Regions from separate parts of the Ovis aries genome. Here region 2 is linked to region 1. A link is a contact called in public Hi-C data. All regions are on one chromosome and are shown on one strand. Each heading gives the region's core, a stretch centred on a gene start, on an enhancer-like site or on the middle of the called end of the contact. The rest is flanking DNA. Distances are from core to core; before and after follow the strand shown.

Evidence for each region. Hi-C and Micro-C count contacts between places; a contact is called where the count stands out from the background.
Region 2: a contact with region 1 is called in a Hi-C map of hypothalamus, with 4 times the contacts expected there. The contact joins two enhancer-like sites. A contact is called at or near these places in 2 of 16 Hi-C or Micro-C datasets (hypothalamus and tail adipose tissue).

What each region holds. Positions count from the first base shown.
Region 1 is chr3:9,706,952-9,714,751 of ARS-UI_Ramb_v3.0, reverse strand. MVB12B (multivesicular body subunit 12B) reads left to right here. Exons shown (of 14, transcript XR_009600100.1): 6 at 1,918-2,040. Among named protein-coding and RNA genes, the nearest start is that of MVB12B, 89 kb to the left of the region's middle. Within about 2 kb of position 5,166, at least 10 of the 54 cell types and tissues checked have an H3K27ac peak or open chromatin away from gene starts, as enhancers often do. A contact at or near this core is called in hypothalamus, where this site is marked.
Region 2 is chr3:9,900,685-9,907,563 of ARS-UI_Ramb_v3.0, reverse strand. No RefSeq gene overlaps it. Among named protein-coding and RNA genes, the nearest start is that of TRNAC-ACA, 6.4 kb to the right of the region's middle. Within about 2 kb of position 4,138, at least 6 of the 54 cell types and tissues checked have an H3K27ac peak or open chromatin away from gene starts, as enhancers often do. A contact at or near this core is called in hypothalamus, where this site is marked.

The sequences.
Region 1 (7,800 bases), core at 3,917-6,416:
TCCCAAGTGCAGAGGGGAGGTAGAGAGTCAGAAGCGGGATGAAGGGGTGCTGGCTATTCAAGAGATAACAGATGCTCACCCATCAGGCCTCTGAAATTCGGTCTCTCAGATTAACAGTGTGGTAGATGGTTTTTGGCCTCTTGGCCATGTGCCATCTCCCTGGCTGGCTTTGCAGGCTTCTTGCCTGTCCCTGTGGGTCCCCAGGGATGCGTTCTCCACTTGACTTTGGAGGTCAACTTCCTGGATCTTGCTCATTTGAGCCTAAACCCTCCTCTTTACTCAAAAAGCCATGGCCTTTCCTTGAAGGCTGCACACAGGCTGGGAGGTAGATATATAGATGGATAGGTGGATAGATAGATACAGCCAGCTGTAGTGTTTGCTTGAAGCACTTGGGGAGCAAGTGTCACAGAAATGGAGTTTATTTTCATCTTGGTGCACAACAGCTTGTTTGACTCTTCAGCTATGGAATCTGAACGCTCTTCTCTGAGATTTTGAGGTCCCTAAGAAGGATTCTGTGATCACACCCTTTCTACACACTCAAAACTCCCATTTTGCAACATGGTTTAAACTCATTATGTAAACAAGATTACTAGAGTAGAAAACAGTTAAGAAAATAACCATACTTCAGGTATCTTAGAAACAGCCGCTTACATACAAATAGTAGAAACCAACAATTTAATAATTGCTACATCTATTATGTATATTCAGTTACTATGTGTATTCAGGTTTTTAAAATTACACCCTATACTCTCTTCAAAGATTCAATTTTTAACCAATTTAAGCAATTCTAAAGAATAGATTCTTACCATATATGTCTTGGTAATCAAAACTAGAATCCTTTTCTTATATCATTTTGAGAAGATTGCTAAATAAAGTATATTTTTGTTTCATCTTGGGGCAAAAATTCTATTCCAGAGGAAGACAATTTCAGTGTTTAGAACTCTTAAGTCACTTTTTCTTGAAAATGGGCACAGCCCTACAGGTTACTTTGCAAAGGTTTGGGGTTGTCGGCTGTGAGGGACAGAAACCTCAGACCAGGAACAGCTCCTCCAAGGCCTGACTGTGGCCGTGACCGAGAGGTGGCAAAGTCAGTGCAGCTGATTAGACTCAACCAACTAATAAGACATGACTGGTTGAGAATAGTTCCTGCAGTGTACTGATACAGAAAAGCTACCAGAAGAATCCACTGAACAAATCTGTCCTCGTTTTTTGGAGAGATGACCTTCCTCTACATCCCAAGATGTGGATCTATGGGGCAGCCGAGAAGTCGGAAGTTGGATGTGGCTGAGATAATCCGGTTACAATTCCAAAGAGTACACCTGTCTCATGGACACCTGACTGTGGGGTGGGGCTGGGCAGGTGTGCCGGTCAAGTAACAGGAAGCCAGACATGGCCAGCTGTCAGCCCCTCCATCACCACCCTCAGTTGTGGTGGTTCATGGGACACAAGCCTAGCACTTTGTGATGCAAAGATGTCTCCCAGACAGGCCCTGAGAATGACGGACAGTGAGGTGCCTTATCCTGGAGGAGGGGCGTGGCCTGGAGCTGGGTGGGGCCCGTTCTGGCAGTTCAGCACCAGGCACAGGTGGTCTGCCCTCTTGAAGTGGATTATGGCACAAATACCCTCAATGAAATGACAAAGTAAAAAGAATTTTGCAGACTCAGAACCGAGGAACACGTTGACAGCATATACGTAGGACGGCAGGCCCCAGGATGGAGCAAGATGACCACGCCCGACAGGCTTACGGGGTTGGGACAGTTGCCATCACCTCAGGCTCTGCACCGTGACACCTTGGCGGGCCAGAGTCGACTCCCTGAGGTCTGAGGCCATGACCCTCTGAAATGAGTCAGTCTGCTTTGTTGCTCAGGTCATTTTATGTTAAACCACCTCCATGAGGATTTCTCTTTTCTCTTAAAGGGAGCTGAACAGCATGGGGATCTGGTATCGAATGGGCCGAGTACCACGAAATCATGATTCATCTCAACCCACAACGCCTTCCCCATCATCCGTCGCTTCCACCCCAGCCCCCAACCTTCCCAGGTGAGGCCCTGTCCGTGGCACGGTTCTGTTATGCATGTCCCAGAGGAATGTGGTCTTGGGTCCCCCTGCGTAACTTCTTAAACACCTCCACTTAGGATCTGCAGAAACACTGTCGGAGCAATATACCTTTAGAGGAAATTTTGCAAAACCGGTTAGAAATCTTCGCATTACATGAATGTAAAAGCCATTCTGTGGTACATATTCTGCAGGCTTCTAAAACAGCAGAATATGCAGCTTAAAATGGGCTTGTTATTCTAAAGAGTTCATAGCTGCAACCAGTCACATGATCTGTAGCCTTGCTGTTAGGAAGGCTAGCCATGGAAGGTGGAGTTCCTTCTCTGCCTTAGCCAGCAACTCGTTTCACTGTAGCAGAGTTGGTAAGTGGTTTTGTTCATTTCCATATTGGTTCTTTTCCCAAAGAGGTGCAGACTAAGAAACAGGTAGTTTGGGTATGAGAGAATAGCGAGAAGTTTTTCAAGGGCTGTTCATTTTAATAGTTGTTTCCACAAAGAAACGTGGCTGAGCAGACTGGTCTCTGTACCTGATTTAACCTCATTTCCGCCGGAGCAGAAATCTGGTAATAGCAGATTACCTGAGTAGTAGTCTCAACACTTTCTATCTGATCAAAAACCTCTGCATCGTTAGCAGTAAATTATTTGAGGACAAGGAGCAAACAGCAATGATGGACTGAACTTGAGAAAGGAATTACAAAAGTAAACGAGCAGGTAAGAAGTGGTGAGGCAGAGCCATTGGAGGTGGATGAGCGTTAACGAGAGGGGGTCTCAGAGCTTCCATCTGGGCGAACAGCGGTGACAGAATCGGTCAGGACAAAGCCGTTACTGGGCGCTTGCCCCTGCACACACCCCAAGGTCCACACCCTGCACCCCAGAAGTCAGAGGAGAGAGCGGCATGGCTGGTCCCTCACGCCCTGTTCTCCGCTGAGCCTCCCCTGCCTTCAGGGGAACGTGCTTGCCGGAGCTGGCAGCTCAGAGGCCTGTCCTTCAGGACTTTTCTGAAAGACAGGTGTTTCTCGCTCAAGATAGGTTCACACACCAAGAGTGGTGGTTAATCGTAACTATCCCTGGCCTCACCTGAAACTTGAGAAGTAGGTTCTAGTTTCACTTCGAGGTGAAGAGAAGTGAACAGCTCCCCAGAGCTTCCCAGAGTTGTGTCTTTAGGAGTATGAGGCTCAAGCAGCTCAGTTCAGCCCTTTGGAGTTCCTCTCTCACTGCCCCAAGCACCGTCACAGCTGTGATCACTTTCACATGTGCTCGGGGTCGGCTCAGACCCATCACCTGTGCCCGAGGTCGGCTCAGACCCATCACACGTGCCTGGGGGTCGGCTCAGACCCATCACGTGTGCTTGGGGTCGGCTCGGACCCATCACACGTGCCCAGGGTCAGCTCAGACCCATCACACATGCCCGGGGTCAACTCAGACCCCTCACACATGCCCAGGGTCAACTCAGACCCCTTACACATGCCCGGGGTCAGCTCAGACCCATCATGTGTGCCTGGGGTCGGCTCGGGCCCATCACGTGTGCCCAGGGTCGGCTCAGACCCATCATGTGTGCCCTGGGTTGACTTGGACCCATCGCCTGTGCCCGGGGTCGGCTCGGACCCATCACCTCGGAGAGGTTACAGCTGCTCCCTGTTGACGTCATATGGTCTGGAAGGGCCTAGAAATAGGCGCCGCCTCTGGGCAGGTTTAACTTTTTGTGAGATAAAGAGCTCCACTACCCTAGTTAAGGCAGGAGGAGTGCCCTCTTCCCGCCCAGAAGCTAGCCGGTCAGCACGAGAGCACAGTCACTGGGAACTGAAGCCAGGGGTTGCAGGAACACAGGCCACAGAGGGTCTAAGCTGGGGGTAGCACGTCAGAAGGAGCCTTGTAAGGCTTGTGTATTTTATAACCTCTTGTTGTTCCGTTTATGTTTTACAATGGCTGCAAGAAAATTGGATCAGTTTCGTTTTACTTGCCAAATAAATGTCAAAATAGTCAATATAAAATGTATTCTAATTTGACTGAGTTAAGTCAGCCAGGGTGCAGTAGGATAATTGAATGTTACATTAACGCTTCCGTTTTCTGTCCCAAGCCTCCTCTCTCATTGTGCAGTCATTTATAGGTGGCCCACACACCTATGAGCCTCCTAATTCAACAGGGTTTTGTTTTTTTTTTTAATGTTCTTCAGTTTTTGTATTGTTTTCCTATTGCATGTGTTTGATTTTTTTTTTAATGAAATGCTGATAATTCAGAGTATCCTCTGAAGATCTGTGAAGTGATGAGTGTGTTATTCCGTGTGGCTTCAGATCCTATGATCTGTCCAGCAGAGGAACCTGGCAGCTTTCTCTCTGGCAGAGAGCTGTGGGTGACACTTGTGTTCCCACTGGGGGCCTGCAGGGGGCCTGTGGAATGGAGGCCTCTGTGCCTGGTTCCCAGGAATGGTCTCTCTCGTCCAAAAGCCTCCAACTTAGAACCAGCAGCCTGTTTTTCCTTTCCTGTTTTGTGCTTCTGCGCCTTTGTTCATGTGGACGCTTGTGCGTCCGATATGTCTCGCATTCCCTGCCTCGGGTGTCAGCTCAAATACTGCCTCTTGCAGGAAGCCTTCCCTGAATACCCTGTGCCAGGCTCTGCCCTCAGAGCCTTCTCAGCCGTTACCCCTTCACTTTGTGATCAAGTAACCTTCTGGAAGGCGGGGACTGTGTCTAGTGTCTGTTACTTCCCTGAGCTCAGCCCAGGTGCAGACACATTCAGTTATGCAGGAAATGCCTCTCCAACAGCCTGGGACCCCATGCTGCGGCCTCCCCAACCCCAACCGCAGATGACTCGTGAGCCCCTGAAGACTCCTCAGGCTTTTCTGATTCTGAGAGGAAGACAAGCTGGTAGAAAACAGCATAGAAAATAATCAAAGAAAAAAAAGACAAATTCTGATTCCAGTAAGCAAAGGCTCGTTACCTTTGGGTATATTTCTTTCAAGTTGTTTTCCTGTGTACTTTTTACGTAAGTGCTATCATATCACAAAAAAGCGAAGTCTGTGTTTCGCTGCTGCTTTCTCTTGTGAAAGCACAAGCAATGCCTCAGCTGTGGTCTTTGTGTGGACGCAGGGATCAAGTTGCAAAGCCAGGGCTGCGGTGAGAGCGTGGTGAGGCAGTGCCCTCTACTGACCAAGTGTGGAGGAGGCTGGAGGACGGGCAGGCTGTTGGAAGCAAGGGCGGCGGGCTATTTTCCCAATTTCGCCTTTCCCTGGGGGCGGGAAGGAAGCCAGGGAGAGCCAGTAGCAGGGCTTGTTGCCTCTGAGCTTATGTCTCAAGAGCCAAAAGCGTGCTCTCTGCCTTCATTTCTTTTGTTGTTAACTCAAGTTTCAAATAACTTCCAGTCGTTTTTTGGAGAGCTGTCACCCCTGTTGATCTTAGCCCAAAGGGGCAGTTGGCAAGATGGTCGGTTACCATCCAAAGACCTCACGGTCCTGACAGAACCGCCTTCTCCTTCCAGAGGCAGGTACTGCCCCGCTGAACGCGTGCTTCCTGCCCGTTTCTTCCCTGTTGTTGCAGAGAATGCCAGCTGCGGGGCCAGACGTGGTGGTGTCCTTTCAGGATGGGCAGGCCCCTCGGCTGTATCCGGCGAATGGGGCAGAGTGTTTGAAGCTCATGGCAAGATCCAGGATAAGGTGTGTTGGCAGAGCTCCTCTTCCTCGTCCAGCGAATCTTTCTCTCACACGCACATCTCTCCACTTGTTTCTTGGCAGTTTTACCCATGTGAAGAAGGGCGTGTCACTTCTCCCGCGGGGGCCTGGAGCCTCCATTTCTCCCTGGGCCCCAGCGCTGCTCCGTTCTCTGCCATCTGCTTCACGAACGTTGACCAGCAGGCTGGGCCTGGCCATGGGCCTCAGACATGATCCTTACGTGCCCACCCGCCTCCCGGGCTGGCTTCAGATTTTTGGGTCAGCCCGGTGTGTGTGAGCAAACACTGGTGTCCCTGGGTCCTGGCCCTTCTGATAGCGAGATGGGTGCAGACAGAGCAAGCACCTTCCTTCCCCCTTCAGCCTGGGCAGCCCCCACCCCAGCCCTCATATGTGATTCTGCCAGGAGGAGAAGTTTCAGCTTCTGCTGGTACCAAGGTCTGGAAAATCTCAGGGAGGCAGGAGGACCTGCAACTGATGGAGCGCCAGCTGCCCCAGCGTGTGGGAGAGGGAACGGCTCTGTGCCCTCCCAGGAGGGGCCCTGGTGAGCTGTTGCCCCCCGGCTTGCAGAACAGTAGAACCCGTAGCTTGATAAAGACATCAGAGGCATGCTTATCAAATGTGCAGATGACACAGAGTCATTAGGGAGAGCTGATGTGCTGAATGGCAGAATCAATACCCCACGTCTCCTCTATAGTCAGAGCATCCTGCCTCATCCAGAAGATGAAAGGTGATGGGTGAAAACGGACAGGGCCCCCCACGGTTCAAAACATCCAACTGCGCGGGAGCCAAACGGAGGAGACCTGGCTTAGCCGCAGTCTGTGTGAAGCGGGCACAGCCTTGGGTGCGTGGAATGAATGCAGCCTTATGCGCACAATGGGACAGGTCACCTTGTAGAAGTTAACGCAAATCGAGCAGTGAGCTTGAGTGCGAGGAATCGCTGAGTTTTGATCTGAGTAAAGATGGGACAGCTGGCTTCAGATGTCCGAATGGTTACCGTGTAGAAGGGAGCGTAGAAGTGCCTCCAGGTGGGGCTGGGGCATTGGGAGCCCCTGGAGTTGGGCTGAAGTCACAGGAGGTAGATTTGGGCTTAACCTTTTAAAGTCAGTAAAGAGAACTTACCAAGGGTGAAAACCCCGTGGCATTAAAGGAGCCAGCTTAGGAGGCCGTGTGCACCCAATCGCTGGAAGGATGCAAACAGCAAGTGGATTTTTCAGGCCTTCAGCGGTTCTTCTTTAGCCCGTTAAGAAATGTGTCCCACTCTCCAGCCCCATCTTCAGGAATCCAGATTCAGCTGGCCTGCACGTTAGGGCTGCAGACCCCTTGCCCATGGGGTGCTACACTGGGCGCCTGACACCCGGGTCTGCTCACACCGTGCCCAGTGCTTCTAGCCTGGCCTCCTTCACCTCATCCAGAACCAGTGTCAGTGGGTCGGAGCTTGGGGCCTGCGGGGTGGCGGTGGAGAGCCCTGTGTGGTGCAGCCGGACTGGTTCCAGCAGCTCCTTCTGCCCGTTCTGCTGGCTGGGGGTTGCCAGGGGGGAGCTGCCCCCTAACTCTGCTCCCACAGACCTCAGGCCTTAGTCTGAGGTCCTGTGACCCTCCACAGACACTGTCACCCCACCCCCACCCCACCCCTCGCCCCGGGAGGAAATGTCGTCTTCCCTCCCGGAGCCACAGGGCGCAGCCTCCTGGGAGCCTCTCCCCCGTCAGGCGGGGGCTGAGCCTCCCTTATAAGGTGTGCGGCACTGCTCCGAGTTGTTCAGAAATCTTCCGGTGATTTGTCAGCTTCCAGCAAGTTGTCAGTCACAGGTTCCGAGGTATGTTTCTTAGTGACAGACATAATTGTACTTAACTTTTTGCGTGGATGTTATCAATCTGTGACAGATACTCTGGGAAATGGGGCATTTTGATTGCAGAGGATCTGTCACTCGCGTTTACTCTTCCACTCAGGGACACCGGGATTCAGTCACAACTTTTGCATGTCCATGTCAGGTTTTTGAGAACATAGATCCTCGCTGACCTCAGAAATGGTTCCGTCACTGCCATCCCGGGGCTGTCATCTGAAAGGTTAATGGCTCCTCCTAA
Region 2 (6,879 bases), core at 2,889-5,388, 190 kb before region 1:
ATTCCTGCCTGCCCTCGTTTCCCTTTTGGTAACCAGAAGCTTGTTTTCTAAGTCTGTGAGCCTGTTTCTGTTTGGTAGATAAGCTCATTTCATTAGTAGTGGTTTTGTATAAGTTTCAACATCTCAGCCAAAATTCTAGAATGGAATAGAAAGGAAAGATCTGTGAGCACCTACGAGGAGGAGGTGTGTAAACCCAGGAGGGGGTGGGTTTGCTAGGAAAAGGCCACTTTGGGTTGGCCCATGTTCTTCGTCTGTAGGTTAGCTGGTCCAGTCGGTTAGAGAGGGGAGGCTCTGAGTGGAGGGATCTAGGTGCCTAAAAGGTGGTTGGTGAGGTCTCTTGGGACATACCTGTAGAAGTGATGGGGAACCATGACAACATGAGATGGACAAGAACCCAGTGAATGACTCCCAAGATGGCAGGCCGTGTCCGCACAGGGGAACCCTTGGTGGCATACCTCAGTGCCCAGTGCTCTTCAGCAGTGCTCTGAGTCCCTTGTGCGTGAAGGTAGAGTTGGCTTTGCTGGAGGAAGAGAGCTATGCTGGCTCCAGAACTAGGGCAAAGCCATGTGCCAGGGCCCCTGAGACTGCTTGTTTGGAAATAACTTAGAGGAGAGAGTCCCAACCTACCCAGTGTGCGTGGAAGAGGGGTGGCGGGGAAGGGGAGGCTGATAATGGCACAGTGATTGCTAAAGGGGCTTCTCTCTGGTATTAAGCCTCTCACACACAGGCTTATGCTGGAAGAAAGTGGGGGTTCCCCAGGTCAAAGGATCTCATAAGGCCACCTGATGGCAGGGCGGCAGGGCCAGGACACGCGGGACACACGGCAGTAGCACCAGCTGCTCTAAGCTGCTGCTTGTCGGAGCGGCAGCCGCGACAGCCCGGAGCCTCAGGGTTTTCACCCTTTTTACTGCATGGGACAAACCACAGAGGAGGTGGAAGAGGAGAGGCAGCCCCTGGTACCTCTCCAAGAAACCTCAGAGCAGGGTCTGAACACTGTGTACCAGGGTGGAGGGAATAGTCCAGACCCGTCTGCCCTGCTCAGCCCAGAGCAGGTCCCTGGCTCAGCCCCCGGAGCGTCCAGGAGAGCAGCCAGCGCTGGGAGGGGACTGGCTGGCAGGCCCAGGGGGAATATTTGGAGCAGCTGAGAGTGGTTGCCTCTGATGATCAGAAAGTGGGGCGTGGAGGAGTGCTGTGAAGAGCTCCTAGTTGCTGACTCAAAGCTCTGGGGAGCTGATCTGGAGTGGGCAAGAGGGTGGGAGCAGTGGGGGCAGCAGAGAAAGGCTGATCTTTGAAGTAGGACCTTCTCAGAATCAGAGTTCCCCAAGGATGGTAGTGAGCCCCCTACCCCTATAGGTGGCCAAGTTAAAGCTGGGTGGTGACGCTGGGGGAGATATTCTGGAGGGCATCAGGTATTAGAGGATGCTCGAGGTCAGGGGTCTCCGACCTCGGGGCTCTGAGGCCTGATGATCTGAGGTGGAGCTGATGTAATCATAATAGAAATAAAGTACACAGTAAATGTTATGTGCTTGAGTCATCCCGAAGCCATCTCTCCACCGCCAGTTGGTGGAAAAGCTGTCTTCCATCAAATGGGACCTTGGTGCCTAAAAGCTTGGGGACTGCTGCTCTAGGCCATCAAGGGTTCTTTCAACCTTGAAATTTATGATGTTTCTGCATGAACTGTCACCTGGAATACCTTGTCTTCTAATTCTACCTCGGTGCCCAAAGGAAACCCCGCTTGTTGCGGGGAGTCTTACCAGAGCTTCAGACCGAATCTCATTCCCCCCCAGTTCATTCATGGTAAACGCGACACCCCATAAAACAGAAGAGAGTGAAATCACACAGAATTGTGTTAAACTGACAGGAGCTAGGACAGCATGCTTTTGGAGCACCCATCAGGGCCAGCCACTGGTGCCCCAGGGCATAGATGCAGACTGGCCTCATCTCTCCTCAACCGCCATTGGCAGGGGGATGTTGGCTCCACATTCCAGATGGTTGTACTGAACACCTGTGAGTGAACCGACCTGCCCTAACTGGGATTTGAACCCTGGCAGGCTGGCTCTGGAGTCCCTACTCTGAATCAGTCCTGCGGCTGCCAGGACGATGCAGTGAGAACCCTGAGCAGATCCAGCATGTGGCAGGCACTCGGTGCAATCAGCCTTCCGTACCACGATCTGTCCGTCTGCCGCTGTCCCCGTTCCTCCACCTTGCTGTCCCTGCCCTGCCCAGCCCAGTTCTCTCTGTTTCTCGGTCTCTCTGGCTTTGTGTGTCTTTTCTTCTCTGTCCCTGCCCATCTCCATGTCCTCACCTCTGCCTCCTCTCTCCCCTGCCTTGGCTTTCGGTCTGTGTCCCTGTCCTTGTCCGTCATTCTGTCCTTCTCTTGGTGAATCCCGGCCCCTTTCCCGCCAGCCCCTCCACACGGCCCCCTCGGCCTTGTGCTTCTGCTTCTCCTGCCTTCCTGGCGCCTCTCCCCACGTGTCCTTTGTCTTTATGGCCTGCCCGGGGTCTCTCTCCCTCTCTCCTTCCATTTATGAGCCTGTGTGTGAGTGGACAGGGCAGTGGGCTGGAGGCCACTCACTAGTGACCCGTCTCTGCGATCACCTCATTATTTATCACCAGGGACGCCAGTGTTTCCATAAATTACCCCGACCCGGAGCCGCCTGCGCCAGAATCAATAGTCACTTCTCGCCTAATACCCAATTATTAATAACCACGGGGGAAGGGTGGCCAGACGTGGCACCCTGGGCCCTTGCCTGTCCAGAGGGAGGGAGTCCTGGGAGGGAACTGGCATCCATGCCTGGGCAGGGCAAGAGGTGGGGTCCCTCCAGGACCAGAGAATCAGACGTGGTTCCTCCCTGAGGTCAGAGGGGAGAGGCAGCTCCCCGGCTCCAGGCACCTCTAGTCTGAGAATGGAGACCCACTAAAGCCTGAAGTCTGTTCTTTTGGGACCCACCTGGGACCTAGAGATAAGGTGCAGCATCCCAGGGAGGGGAGCTACGGTAGGACCCCAGCCTGCCTGGCTGCAGGCAGATCAGGTTTGGTTCTGTGGGGGTAATGGGGTGAGGAGGTGACCTGGGCCCTGCACCTGGGAGGCAGCTATGCTCACCGCTATACCAGTGCACACACACCCGGTGCCCCGGATGGATGTCTGAGTCTCCGGGAGCTGGTGTTTGGTGGAAGAGACACCAGAGAGAAAGCTGTAAGGGTGGGGTAGGGGGTGGGCAGGGTACTCCAAGGGGGTGCCCAAGGCAAGGGGCTGAGGAGTCAGAATTAGTAGCTGTCCATGCAAGTAACAGGGGGAGGGACAGGGGCCGGAGGAGGGGGGTCTCTGGGAAGCCCCTGCCCCTGGTGTATCCTGGTACCTAGACATACACAGGTGTGTATGCATGCACGCCTCAACTATTCTCTCTGCATTGTGCCCAGAGGCCCAGGGAAACACACACATATTCACACACACCCCTCAGATCAATCAGCGCCATCACAAAGCAAAGACAGACACACTGAGAAGTGCGTGGAGGCAGAAGGAGACCACATGCAGTCAGACACGCACCTTGTTAGGCACAATCACGCACACACACAGGGACACTGGGACAGAGCCAGAGACACAAAGACAGCCGATGAATGTGGGTGCCGGCAGGCCCGTGGACGCATCTACATACAGAAATACTAAGACAGGTTTGTGCCTAGGTACCCGGGTCCCCCTGACTCCCCCCACACACAGGCATTCACACATGTTGGAACAAGCATACACTCGCAGCCCATCTTGTGCAGCCCCTCTTCGGGCAACGCGACCTCCAAGGGCATCTTGCAGGAGCCAGGCTGAGGCTCCGGCAGCACTGGAGCCCAGTTGGTGCCAACACTGCCACCATGTGGCTATAGGGGCACAGTGCACAGGCCACAAGGCTGGAATGCTGGACAGTGGGGATGAAACTGGGGAGCTCTGAGGTCTCGCCCCCAAACCTGGATCTCTTTGTCTAGATGAGCTTGACTGCCATTCTGTCCACTTCCCAGTGAGACCAGACATGGTCCTGGAGAACTGGGGTCAGATCGGGTGGCAGCTGGAGCCAGCTAATATGAGCTAGTGCTGTCCACCCCGCAGGGCCTGGGCTGCCTCCCTTGGCCTGTGTTTCTGTCACCTGTTACCAGTGCCAAGTGGTGGGCAGGAGGCCCCATGTTAGTGTAGGCTGGGTACCAAGTTACTTAAACTCAGCAGAGAGACCACACTCAATCCCAACCTGCAACTTCATTATTCATTCACTTACCAAAATGTCTTGAGATTATTCTGTGTCCAAGAATAGTGCTGGGATGATGCAGTGGTGAGCCCTGTATTAGTGGTGAGCATTTCCTAGGTGCTGGGGAGCTTGACGCTGAAGGGACCACACAGTAAATGTTTATCAGTTTGAATAGGAAATTGCCATTAGTATAAGTCCAAAGTGGACAACTATGGGCAATTTCCTATGATCCACCCTAATGATGATAAGTGTATGTGTTACAAAGTAGGATAGATGAGGACTGTTATGAAAGGCTTCCTTGAGAAGGTGAATCTGAGCTGAACTTGGAAGGATTAGTAGATATCAAGTAGCTAAAGACAGTGGAAGAGCTGTGCAAAGGCCCTGAGGCAGGAGGGAGTTTGTATTTTGTGAAAACCAAGCACTTAGAGCCAAGAACTAAGAGGTAAGGGGTGTGAGTGAAGCTGGAGGGGTCTAGAGAACCAGACTTTTCATGCAGGAACCCAGGTTGCCATGGTGAGGACTTTTTCCCAAGGGCCCTGGGGAGACACTCCCTGAAGATGTTCATAAGCAGAAGAATGTAACAGTTAGCTCATTGTAGAAGGATTGGGTGAGATCTTGGTCCAGTCATTCTCCAAGTCTGTTTTATGCTCTGTAAAGTGGGGCTGTAATTTCTATTCTGCAGAAAGGATGCAATTAAAGAACGTATATAAAGCACATAAGTGCTTGGCACATAATGAGTCGTCAGCAAATAGCAGCTCTGAGTCCTTATCTTCTTAGAAATTCAAGGGACCCCTATCCCCACCTCCATAGCAGTTTTGCATGGTCTGTGCCTCTTGGGGCCAAGTTCACCAATGGATCCCAGTGCCCACTGAGGCATAGTTGTTCTCACTCTGGTTCTCGGAGGCCCTGGAGCCCTTAGGCATCCTCCTCCCTGCCCCACCTTAAGCTCTAGATCTCCCCAGGGGTGGACTCCCTTGGGAGAGCAGTGGCTGGGAGGGGCCATGCCCAGGTTCTCCATCCTCTGAGACACCGTGCAGAATCAGGGCAGAGACCCAGCCATACAGGCCTGCCAAGAATGTAGCATTATCTCCCCTATACAGATGGGGACACCGAGGCTCCAGGAGATGAAGGCACACACTTAGGAGCCATGCTGGGATTTGAAACCCCCAAAATTATGCTCTTTATTTTTTTAAATCTCAAGTGCAGCAAGTTCAGTTAATCACATATCGGTTCCAGTCAAGGTATTCATGTGAGGTCTGTCTCCTACCTGACTTGTTATTACTAGGAAACTGATACATGTTGACTGTTCCTAGGTCCCCACTGTGGTGGAACCCTGTGCTTAAGGACCCACAGGTGATTCAGGGACAGTCTGTGTCCTTGGAGAGCCCATGGCTGGTGGAGCAAAGTCTTGGGCAAAGAGCTTCAATTCTCCTGCCCAGAAGTGCTGATTGGAAGAATTTATCTTAGAGGAAAATAAGAACAAGGATCTATAAATGTGTTTGTATCAGAATGATAATAAAAATTCATGCCTTTCAATGAGGAATGAATGTATTATCATAAAGCAATTTAATGGAATACTATGTAGCCATTTCGGAGAAGGCAATGGCACCCCACTCCAGTACTCTTGCCTGGAAAATCCCATGGACGGAGGAGCCTGGTAGGCTGCAGTCCATGGGGTCGCTAGGAGTCAGACACGACTGAGCGACTTCAGTTTCACTTTTCACTTTCATGCATCGGAGAAGGAAATGGCAACCCACTCCGGTGTTCTTGCCTGGAGAATTCCAGGGATGGGGGAGCCTGGTGGGCTGCCGTCTCTGGGGTCGCACAGAGTCGGACATGACTGAAGCGACTTAGCAGCAGCAGCATGCAGCCATTTAAACTGATGATGGTGGTATCACTTTATTGATGAGGAAAGATGACTCAAGCTTTGTTGTTTAGATTTTTTAAAAAGTAGATGATAAAATAGTATTCATAGATTTCCATTTTTCAAAAAACATAGATATATGTTTATATAATATTTTCTTGAATCTAAGATGTACATATTTTTCACATTTCAACCGTGTGAAATCAGTGTGTGATAACAAAGACCATAAATGTTTAATGCAGTAATTCTTTTTTCCCTAAAGGTATGCAATTAAATCAATGATACACCCTACAGTATTGTCCTAGAAGCAAGAAAAACACACACACGAAATATATTGACACACACTATATACGCACATATGAAAATTTCAGAAAGATACAAATGAGACTACTAAGTCACAAACTCTAGGTGATTTTCACTTTCTTTTTAAACCTTTCTGTACTGTCTGAATTTTATAAACTGAGCACAACTTATTTTTATAATCGGGGGGATAAAAAACACTATTTCTATATTAGAAAACAGAACAGAGGCACAGTTCAAAAAAGACAGGGCTTCTCAGACACAGCAGACCAGGACGATCAGCAGGAAGAGCCCCCAGGTAAGCTGCAGGAACTTAAAGGAGAAAGAGGGGAAGGCAGAGAAGCTCTGGCAGCGGTGGTAAGGAGCTGAGCCTCCTGAGACAGGAAGGATTGGGGTAGGCGGACCACAGGTTTGGGTGCAGCAGGCTGATGAGGAGACAGCCTAAGAGGAGGCCTGGACCTCCTGGGGCTGGAGGAAGGGAGTGTA